Linked DNA regions of Mus musculus: region 2 is linked to region 1. The links are chromatin contacts, called in public promoter capture Hi-C maps. All regions are on one chromosome and are shown on one strand. The core of a region is the stretch at or near the end of the contact, and the rest is flanking DNA. Distances in the headings are between cores, read along the strand shown.

Region 1 (4,187 bases), core at 653-3,152:
AAGTCTAAAGACAGTTTCTATTTCCCCTGCTTGCTTCTAAGACTTGGTATTACTCAAGAAGGGATTCCTAGTTAAAAACAAACAAAAAAAACCCCACCACCAATAAAAAACATACACACACAGGCAAATTATCACAAAGAATTACAACACACATAAAAGGCTGGAAAACTGAATATGAAAAGCAATGGTCTAGAAGACAGTACACGGGATAATAGGCTGGTGTGGCGGCACACTACCGTAATCCCATCCTGTAAGAGCCCGAGGCTTGAGAATCATTACTTTGGACTGTGTAGAGACTCGGTATCAAAACCAGAAAATTACTTGTTCTGACCCCAAACTAACATACTGCTTCTTTTCAAAATGACTTTTAAGAGGTCTGGGATATAGGTTAGTGGTAGGGCACTTTCCTTGAATGTTAAGGCCCTGAGTTTTGAAACAGAGGATAGAAAAAAAAAAAGCAACAACAACTGACAAGTCTCACTCAGCTGATTGCACTTATGACAAAAGGAAAAGTGTATTTTTACAAGGTAAGTAGTAAAAAAACCAAAAATAATTGAAAAATAATAAATTTCTAAAATGTATTATATCCTAAATTTGTGTTGACAGGAAACTATGTAAGGCTGTCGTTTTACATAGTTTTAATGAGGAAACGATTGCTTTCCACTTGTGATCTGAGCCACTGACATAGACTGTGCACAAATACTGTAGACATTCCTCTAGAGTCTGAGGTAGCATGGGTCAAAGGCCAACATGACAGTCTGCAAGGCACCTTTTGACGCGATTTGATGTGGTTTTACGCGATGTAATGCTAGTGGCTAAGAGCTTACATGAAAGTTGGATATGATGGCACACACCTGTAGCCTCGGCACTCAGCACACGGAGGTAGGAGAAATTACTCTAAGTTCAAAGTCAGCCTATGCTACAGAGTAAACACCAGGCCAGACATGGCTATGTGACAAGCCACTAGCATTCAAAACAAATAAGTCTAGAAATACAGAAGAAAAAAAATTCAAAAATGGCAAATGGATTTTTCTTCAATCCCTGTGTTTTACAATGAGTTGACAGAAAAATTCCATTCACTATGCTTAAACTTTGTGTAGGGTCTTTTCTGAAATCTATATCAGGATTCCTTCAAAATCCCAAATACATACTGTTTCATGTGTGCCCCCATACTTAACTTACTTAACACCAAAGGTTGTGGCCAAAGCCATCTTGTGGGAAATATTTTCAGATCACCTCTCACCCGTGTCTCTGTGATCCATTTAACTACCAATAGACATCTTCTTAGTGTTTCCTAAAATCCCTTTAGACTCAGGTTGCTTAATGTCTTAAGTGTATACATGATCTCTTAGCAGCAGATGACCCAAAACTGAGTGCAAGATTCCAAGGGCTTTTCCCATCCATGTAAAGGAACAGACCTTTTGTGGGTCAAGATCATTTTACTAGAGTTTTACTTTCAGAGTTCACGTACTGATTAACAGCTTATTGGCCCCAGTCTGAAATCATGGGATGTAGCTTAACAACGGATATTGGCCATGATTCCTCTTTCTGTTCCCTACAGGAGACCTTCCCCTTGTGTTTATCAAGTTCCTTTCCTGACGGCATTTCTAACTAGCTGAGGACCTCAAGTCTTTTCTGAAAGAACACAGACAACAGTGAGATTCCAGCAGGGGAGGACAGGAAAGATCCACAGAAAGGGACAAAAGCTCACGGCCCTGCCCTACACCCTCCAGTAGCAGCTCATCTGCAGGTCTCTGTCGCCCTGAACAACAGAACTTCCTGTTACTCCTCAGCTTTAACCCTTTCATGTCTTCCTATCCTTCCTACTCTAGAATGCACTTTCACTTCATCAATGGCTTTCAAACTTCTCTGTGAAACTCAGCTCCACTGAAATCCTAACAGAGAACCCCAAACCCAGCAGCCAAGAGCAGGCATGATTCACAGGAAGGAGGGGCTGCTGGGTAGGCAAAGACAAGTGACATGGCCAAGGGGGATTTTTTCATTTCTGGTGATTACTAACAATTTCGTCATTGAGTCCAATGCTTGGGAAGGTTCTTTTTTGAGCACAGCTGTTCTGGCCTCAGCTCACTAACGGAACAGAAGCACACACACACCAGGCTCTTAGGTAGGTTTGGAGGGTTGAATTCTAGTTTTCTGTTTTCACCTACTCAAAGTGCAAATCTGTGTAAGACACAATCAACCCACAAGTGTATTATTAAAGTGAGTATTAAGGCCAGGCAGTGATGCTGCACGCCTTTAACCCCAGCACTTAGGAGGCAGAGGCAGGCAGATTTCTGAGTTCGAGGCCAGCCTGGTCTACAAAGTGAGTTCCAGGACAGCCAGAGCTACACAGAGAAACCCTGCCTCAGAAAAAAACAACAAAAAAAAGTGAATATTAAAAAGCACTTAATATGTAGTAGAAGAGTTCTCTAAAATCATTTACATGACACCTCGTCCAGGTCCAAGCACTGCCCTAGAGGCTGGTGAGAGTCCTTGCAGGCAGCAGTGGGGCTGCAGTTCCCCGGAGAATCAGATCTTCCTGTGCAAAACAATTCTATTCTACTGATGTGCTGGACACTTAAACAATACATCATGTTGTATTTTAACCCTGATTGGCTTTAAAAAACAAAGAAAAACATCAGGCCAATTGTTAGTTTTATCAAAGTTCAGACTAGAAAGATTTTTTAAAAGTCAAAGAAAAAAAGCTTCTTTTCTAACACAGTGACGGCCTCCCAGCTGTTTCCTCTCACATGCCAGTCACCTCCTAGCGGGACAGAGCCCTGAGACATGGCCCTTCCATGTCACCTCTGTGACTGGCTTCACAAAAGGCAGCCTCGCTCTTCTATGTTCCTGACGGGCTGGACGGGCAGCACCAGGTGGGAGATGCGGCTCCAGAGCCCACTCAGTTTGTCTGAGTCCATGTGGCTGTAGGAGGTGGGGCTCTCAGAGTTGGTGAACTTAGCCCAGAGTAAATCCCTCACCTTTTCTTCTATTTCCCTGGGGCTTACACTTGCTTCTAACGTTTCCTCCTCCAGCAGGACTGTCAGGACAAGTGCCACATCTTTAAAGGCGGCGTTCTCATGGTCACAGTACTTGTAGAAGATCAGGGTGGAGCCGGCAGGAAGGGATTCGAAGTGGTGGACCACAGCAGCCTTGTGGCCATTCTCAAACCCATCGCTAAGCTCCAAGTCAACCAGCAGCTTGACTGTGTCACTGTCCTGCAGGGCCCTTTCGGCTCCGTCTATGGAGACGGCAGTCACCTTCTGGGAAGAGGTGTAGGCGTTGGCAACATGGTAGCTCAGGCACTTGAGGGTCTCCTTGCCCTCTCGAGCAGCTGTGAAGATGATGGTGGCCGGCTCACTGGGGTTCGAGGCATTGAGGTGCTTCTGGAGAAACTTACGTCCTCGCTGCCACAGGAAGGAACTCTGACCTGGAAATTTCTCCTTCAGTTGGCCAAACTGAGCCAGGAAGGCCTCCAAAGCCGGGTTCTGGGGCACCTGCTGGGCTGGGGAAGAATAGTAGCTGTTGACGGAGCTTAGCACAACAGCCACGATCAGGCAGCCGAGAAACACGGAACCTGTCAGATGAGAAAATAACAGAAAATGAGGAGCATGAGTCAGAAACAATGCTTGTGGAAAGTGGAAATGAAGCAGTTTCCTATCCAGTGTTACTGGCAATGCCCAGTTCCTTTGTCTGACTCTTCTATATTTTCACACCTCTAATAGAAGCTGAGGCAGGAAGATTGTCATAAATTTGAGGTCAGTCTGGTCTATACAGCAAGAAATAAAACAAAAAGTCTAACAGAAATACCTTCTTTAATCTCTTAAAGCTATCTGGAGATATAATATCTGTGTCAAAGTTATTTATATACTTTGTCATAGTCAATGATCCATTTGAAAGTGAGTCATGTGAACTTTCTCCCACATTCTCCAAGTATACAGTAGCTAGAACAGACCACTCTGTAATTAAAACTTAAAAATGACCAAGACGGGGTGGTAGATCCTATAAATCTCAGCACGTGGGAGGGCCGTGATGCCGCCTTACATAGTGAGATTCGTTCTCAAAGGGGAAAAGAAACAACAAACAACTTAAACATGCAATCTGAGAGGTTAGCAGCCTCTGACTGAAAAGGCAGTTTCTGGAGGCTGAGGCGGGAATCCTGCCACGTGGCTGAGGTTAGCCTGGGC
Region 2 (3,788 bases), core at 965-3,464, 160 kb before region 1:
GATACTTTCCCGCAGACTCGTGTGAGCACTTGACTGTGTCAGGCACACAGGGCTGATTCGTAAATGTTGTTCCGTTTCCCTTTACGATATCAATTATGCCTGAGCCCCCTAACCGCCAAGGATGAATCGCTTTCTCTGACTTGAAATACATGCACTGGAGAGGAAAGGACTAATACTGTTCATCTATAAATGACCATGAATCCCAGTGAACCCTAGAACTCTCCCCCACCACAAAGCATTATGTAAGTCTGATGCTTACAGCATGGCATAAGTCTCAGCAAGAACTAGAACACGAATCTCCAGGGCTGGCCCAAGAACAGTGGGTCCCAGAAACCGAATGATGACTAAGTGACGGGAACTCCGAGGAGAACCTCAATTTGCTCCCGTGATTTATGGTCTCATCTCCTCTGTAATGGCTCCCACCATTCAGTCCAGGCTCACAAGGCACCTCAGCAGAGGCGTGGGCAAATTACCTTCCAGAGTCTGTCTTGGGCTCATGCAGCACAAAGGGCTCACAAATCACCTTTCTTCCCTGCAAAGTTTCATCTGCCTAATTGTAGAAAATAGGTTTGCATCTGTGGCCAGGAACTAGAGCTAGGTGTACTAAAATCTGGATTTCTCCAAGACTATAGGATTGTTGGGAAGTGTCAGGTTTTGCAAGAGAAACATTTTCAGATTCATGAATGGCAATTTCTAATAAAACAGTTGTGAAATTGTGTCGCTTGACACAACTTAGAGCCATTTGGGAAGAGAGAGCCTCAACTTAGAAGATTCTTCTCTTAGTCGGGGTTTCTATTCCTGCACGAACATCATGACCAAGAATCAAATTGGGGAGGAAAGGGTTTATTCAGCTTACACTTCCACATTGCTGTTCATCACCAAAGGAAGTCAGGACTGGAACTCAAGCAGGTCAGGAAGCAGGAGCTGATGCAGAGGCCATGGAGCGATATTACTCACTGGCTTGCTTCCTCTGGATTGCTCAGCTTGCTCTCTTATAGAACCCAAAACTATCAGGCCAGAGATGGTACTACCCACAATGGGCCTGCCCCCCTTGGTCACCAACTGAGAAAATGCCCCACAGTTGGATCTCATGGAGGCACTTCCCCAAATGTAGCTCCTTTCTCTGTGATAACTCCAGCCTGTGTCATGTTGACACACAAAACCAGCCAGTACAGCCATCTAGAACAGAGACCACAATCAACTTTATCAAATGCTTGACAAAATGTGAAGTGCAGACTAAATGATACACAGCAATGTGGCATGTGACCCCTGCAAGAAAAATACTGGGGACCTGGGATGGACGGTAGAGATAGGAACTTGAGGAAGAAGGTTGAAGAAGGGATTGGAAATGGGATGGTGTTAGGCAACTGACTCTACAGCTTTTCCTAGGGGTAGGTAGGGCAGCGGGACAGGTACTGGAGTGTTGCTGTGCAGGTCGGCCAAAATGGCACAGAGAACTCCTGAGCCCCGGGCCTGCCTCACTCTGCCACAAGTGCACAGACATATTCACACTTCCCGTGGTACCTTTGGCCAAGACAGACCACCAAAGTTCCTCTTCCAGGAATTACAACAGTCAACTGGCTGTCGGATGTATTTGTTACTGGCAAGATGAGGCTGGATGAAGCTCATTTTAGCCTGAAGAGTGCTTTGGAGGATGCTGTCATGGACCAGGCTTCCAGCAGCATCCAGCCTCTCTCCTTCTCTCTGCTGCTTCTGGCCCATCTTCAGGCCTATCACAGGACCCACGTGAGAGTACTCAGGCAACTTCTGGTCTCCAGGGAGGTTTTCTTGCATTTCCATCCATCCTGTGACAATTTTAGAAAGACATACTTATGTGACTGTTTGCTTTTTGTGGGTTTGTCTGTGAGATGCCACTACCTAGAGCACACAGGTGGCCAAGACTTTGCCACAAGGATAGAATGACAAAGCAGTCAAAGAGGTCAGCTGCTCTAGTAGAGGGGAGAGTTAAATGGCTTTTGTCCTTAAGCCACTATTGTTTCAAGACCTGGACTTTTGTGTAGTATGGAAGACCTGTTGGAGAATTGGATTAGCATGTCAGGCATGCCAGCTTATTTCCATAATCCCAGTACTGGTGAGAGATGAATGAGGCTGGACGATTAGAACAAGTTCTCAGGCAGTCTGGGACCCAGAGTTAGGCCCCATCTCAAAACACAAGGCCGAACAGAGCACACTAGCAAGTCCTCTCACACGCTTATCAGTTTGTGCGCAGTTGGCCAGCTGTAGTTCCAGGAAGGCATTCCTTTCTCATCTCCAGGGCACCAGGGCTGGGATGGGGGGAGGGGTGTCTGTTTCTCTTCCTGCCAGCATCCTGAGATCCCGTGGTTTCTCTTCCTTGAAATATATTTGTTCCTCAAATCCCTCCGATGATCTCTGCTAATGGAATGCTCTACGGTGTGTGTCTGTGTGCACTAGTGCATGTGTTCAGTACACATTCCCATCGGTTACTGCTTTGCGTTGAAACTCACTTGTTTCAAATGGTTGTGGCTTATTCAGTCAACTGTATTCAGATCTCCACCCTCCAGCTTCTCTGAATTCCCTTCGGATGAGTATGGGATGTAGACATTCCAGTTTCATTTTAATCCATTGCTGCATGGATCACAAGAGCCAGCCAGGTGAAAGTCCATTCAGTACAAAGACAAAGTAGTCACAATCCAGGGCGGTGCAAGCAGTGGGCACGGGGAGGTGGGGGGCATTGGGCTGAGGACATGATGGAGAGAGAGTCACCAGGCTGGGCAGGTCTGAGAAGGAGTCTCCCGTGCCTTTAACATTTGTCTCTTGCTGTGGAGCCACAGTGGCTTCTTCCTGAGCTGGCCTGGTTTTACAGATGGGTAGGACTGGCATTGTAACACCACTGCCCCTGTCACTCCTTGCATACGGAGATCTCCCATCTCCGCCTCCAACAGGGGTTTGCTGTGGAGACAGCTGAGCTCGCAGCTCCTGGAAGTGCCCAGCAAAGTTCACCTCTGTCCTCCTTTCCTGTTCTCAGAGTGCTTTCAGCCCCATTCCCATTCTTTCCTCTTTTTTTTTTCTTCCAACCTCTGTTTCTATGAAAAGATTAATCTTTATGGTTCAGCTCTCTGAACCAAAGTGCTGATAGAGGGAGAGGCGGCGAGTGGGTGCTTCCCCGCACTGCTTCGGGGTGCTGCGCTCCTGCTTTTTAATCTTGCTGCTGTCAAGCTCCATTAGGAGGTCTGAGCATCAGCCTCCTACCTTTGGGGCCTGGCCTTCCATCAGCCCTGGCTGAAATAAGGGCAGTGCTTGAGATTGGTATAAAAAATGACGGGCCGTGGGTTCCAAAGAGCAGGACTGTAACTCAGTACCTCTCTGGGCTGGTCCCCTCACATGCCACAGGAGACCCTCTGTCCTCCCAGGGTGGTGACAGCCTCTGGTGGAAGCTGTCAGGATGCCATGTGCAGTCAGCCACAGCAGCAGCACACCAGGGCTAAGCAATGGGTTTCCTCTCCTGAGAGCATGGAATGGTGCTGGTAGAAACAAGCCCCCACCTAACGTAAGTGAAGACATCAGCTCGGGCACAAAGGTCAAAGGTGGCAGCTGTCCCTGCTGACTTGGCTTCTTGTCTAGTCCCCTAGGTAGCTTTGCTGAGTCAGAAGTAACACTTTGACTCTTGCCTCAGGACTGGCAATAAGTTTCTCAGAAGGAAGAGGCCTCCTGCATGCCTCCCCTTCTGTGCATTTGGTATAAAGTAGAAACTGGCACCCTACAAGAAGATGAAAGAAATGTTTCTTTGGCTTACATTAGGGCCTTTA

Evidence for each region. Capture Hi-C pulls out chosen DNA fragments and counts their contacts.
Region 2: a contact with region 1 is called in a promoter capture Hi-C map of adipose tissue. The contact joins two enhancer-like sites. A contact is called at or near these places in 4 of 484 Hi-C or Micro-C datasets (B cells, the P5424 cell line, embryonic stem cells and 1 more), 7 of 115 datasets of contacts at active chromatin or transcription factors (embryonic stem cells, extraembryonic endoderm stem cells, fetal liver and 2 more) and 2 of 9 other capture datasets (adipose tissue and liver).

The regions. Positions count from the first base shown.
Region 1 is chr1:156,064,091-156,068,277 of GRCm38.p6, reverse strand. Tor1aip2 (torsin A interacting protein 2) reads right to left here. Exons shown (of 7, transcript NM_172843.4): 7 at 1-3,577. The coding sequence ends at 2,820. Among named protein-coding and RNA genes, the nearest start is that of Tor1aip1, 30 kb to the right of the region's middle. Within about 2 kb of position 1,902, at least 65 of the 459 cell types and tissues checked have an H3K27ac peak or open chromatin away from gene starts, as enhancers often do. A contact at or near this core is called in adipose tissue and pancreatic cancer cells, where this site is marked.
Region 2 is chr1:156,221,302-156,225,089 of GRCm38.p6, reverse strand. Gm30472 (a long non-coding RNA gene) reads right to left here. Exons shown (of 3, transcript XR_865656.1): 2 at 1,525-1,805; 3 at 1,143-1,179. Among named protein-coding and RNA genes, the nearest start is that of Gm30472, 10 kb to the right of the region's middle. Within about 2 kb of position 2,214, at least 66 of the 459 cell types and tissues checked have an H3K27ac peak or open chromatin away from gene starts, as enhancers often do. A contact at or near this core is called in adipose tissue and pancreatic cancer cells, where this site is marked.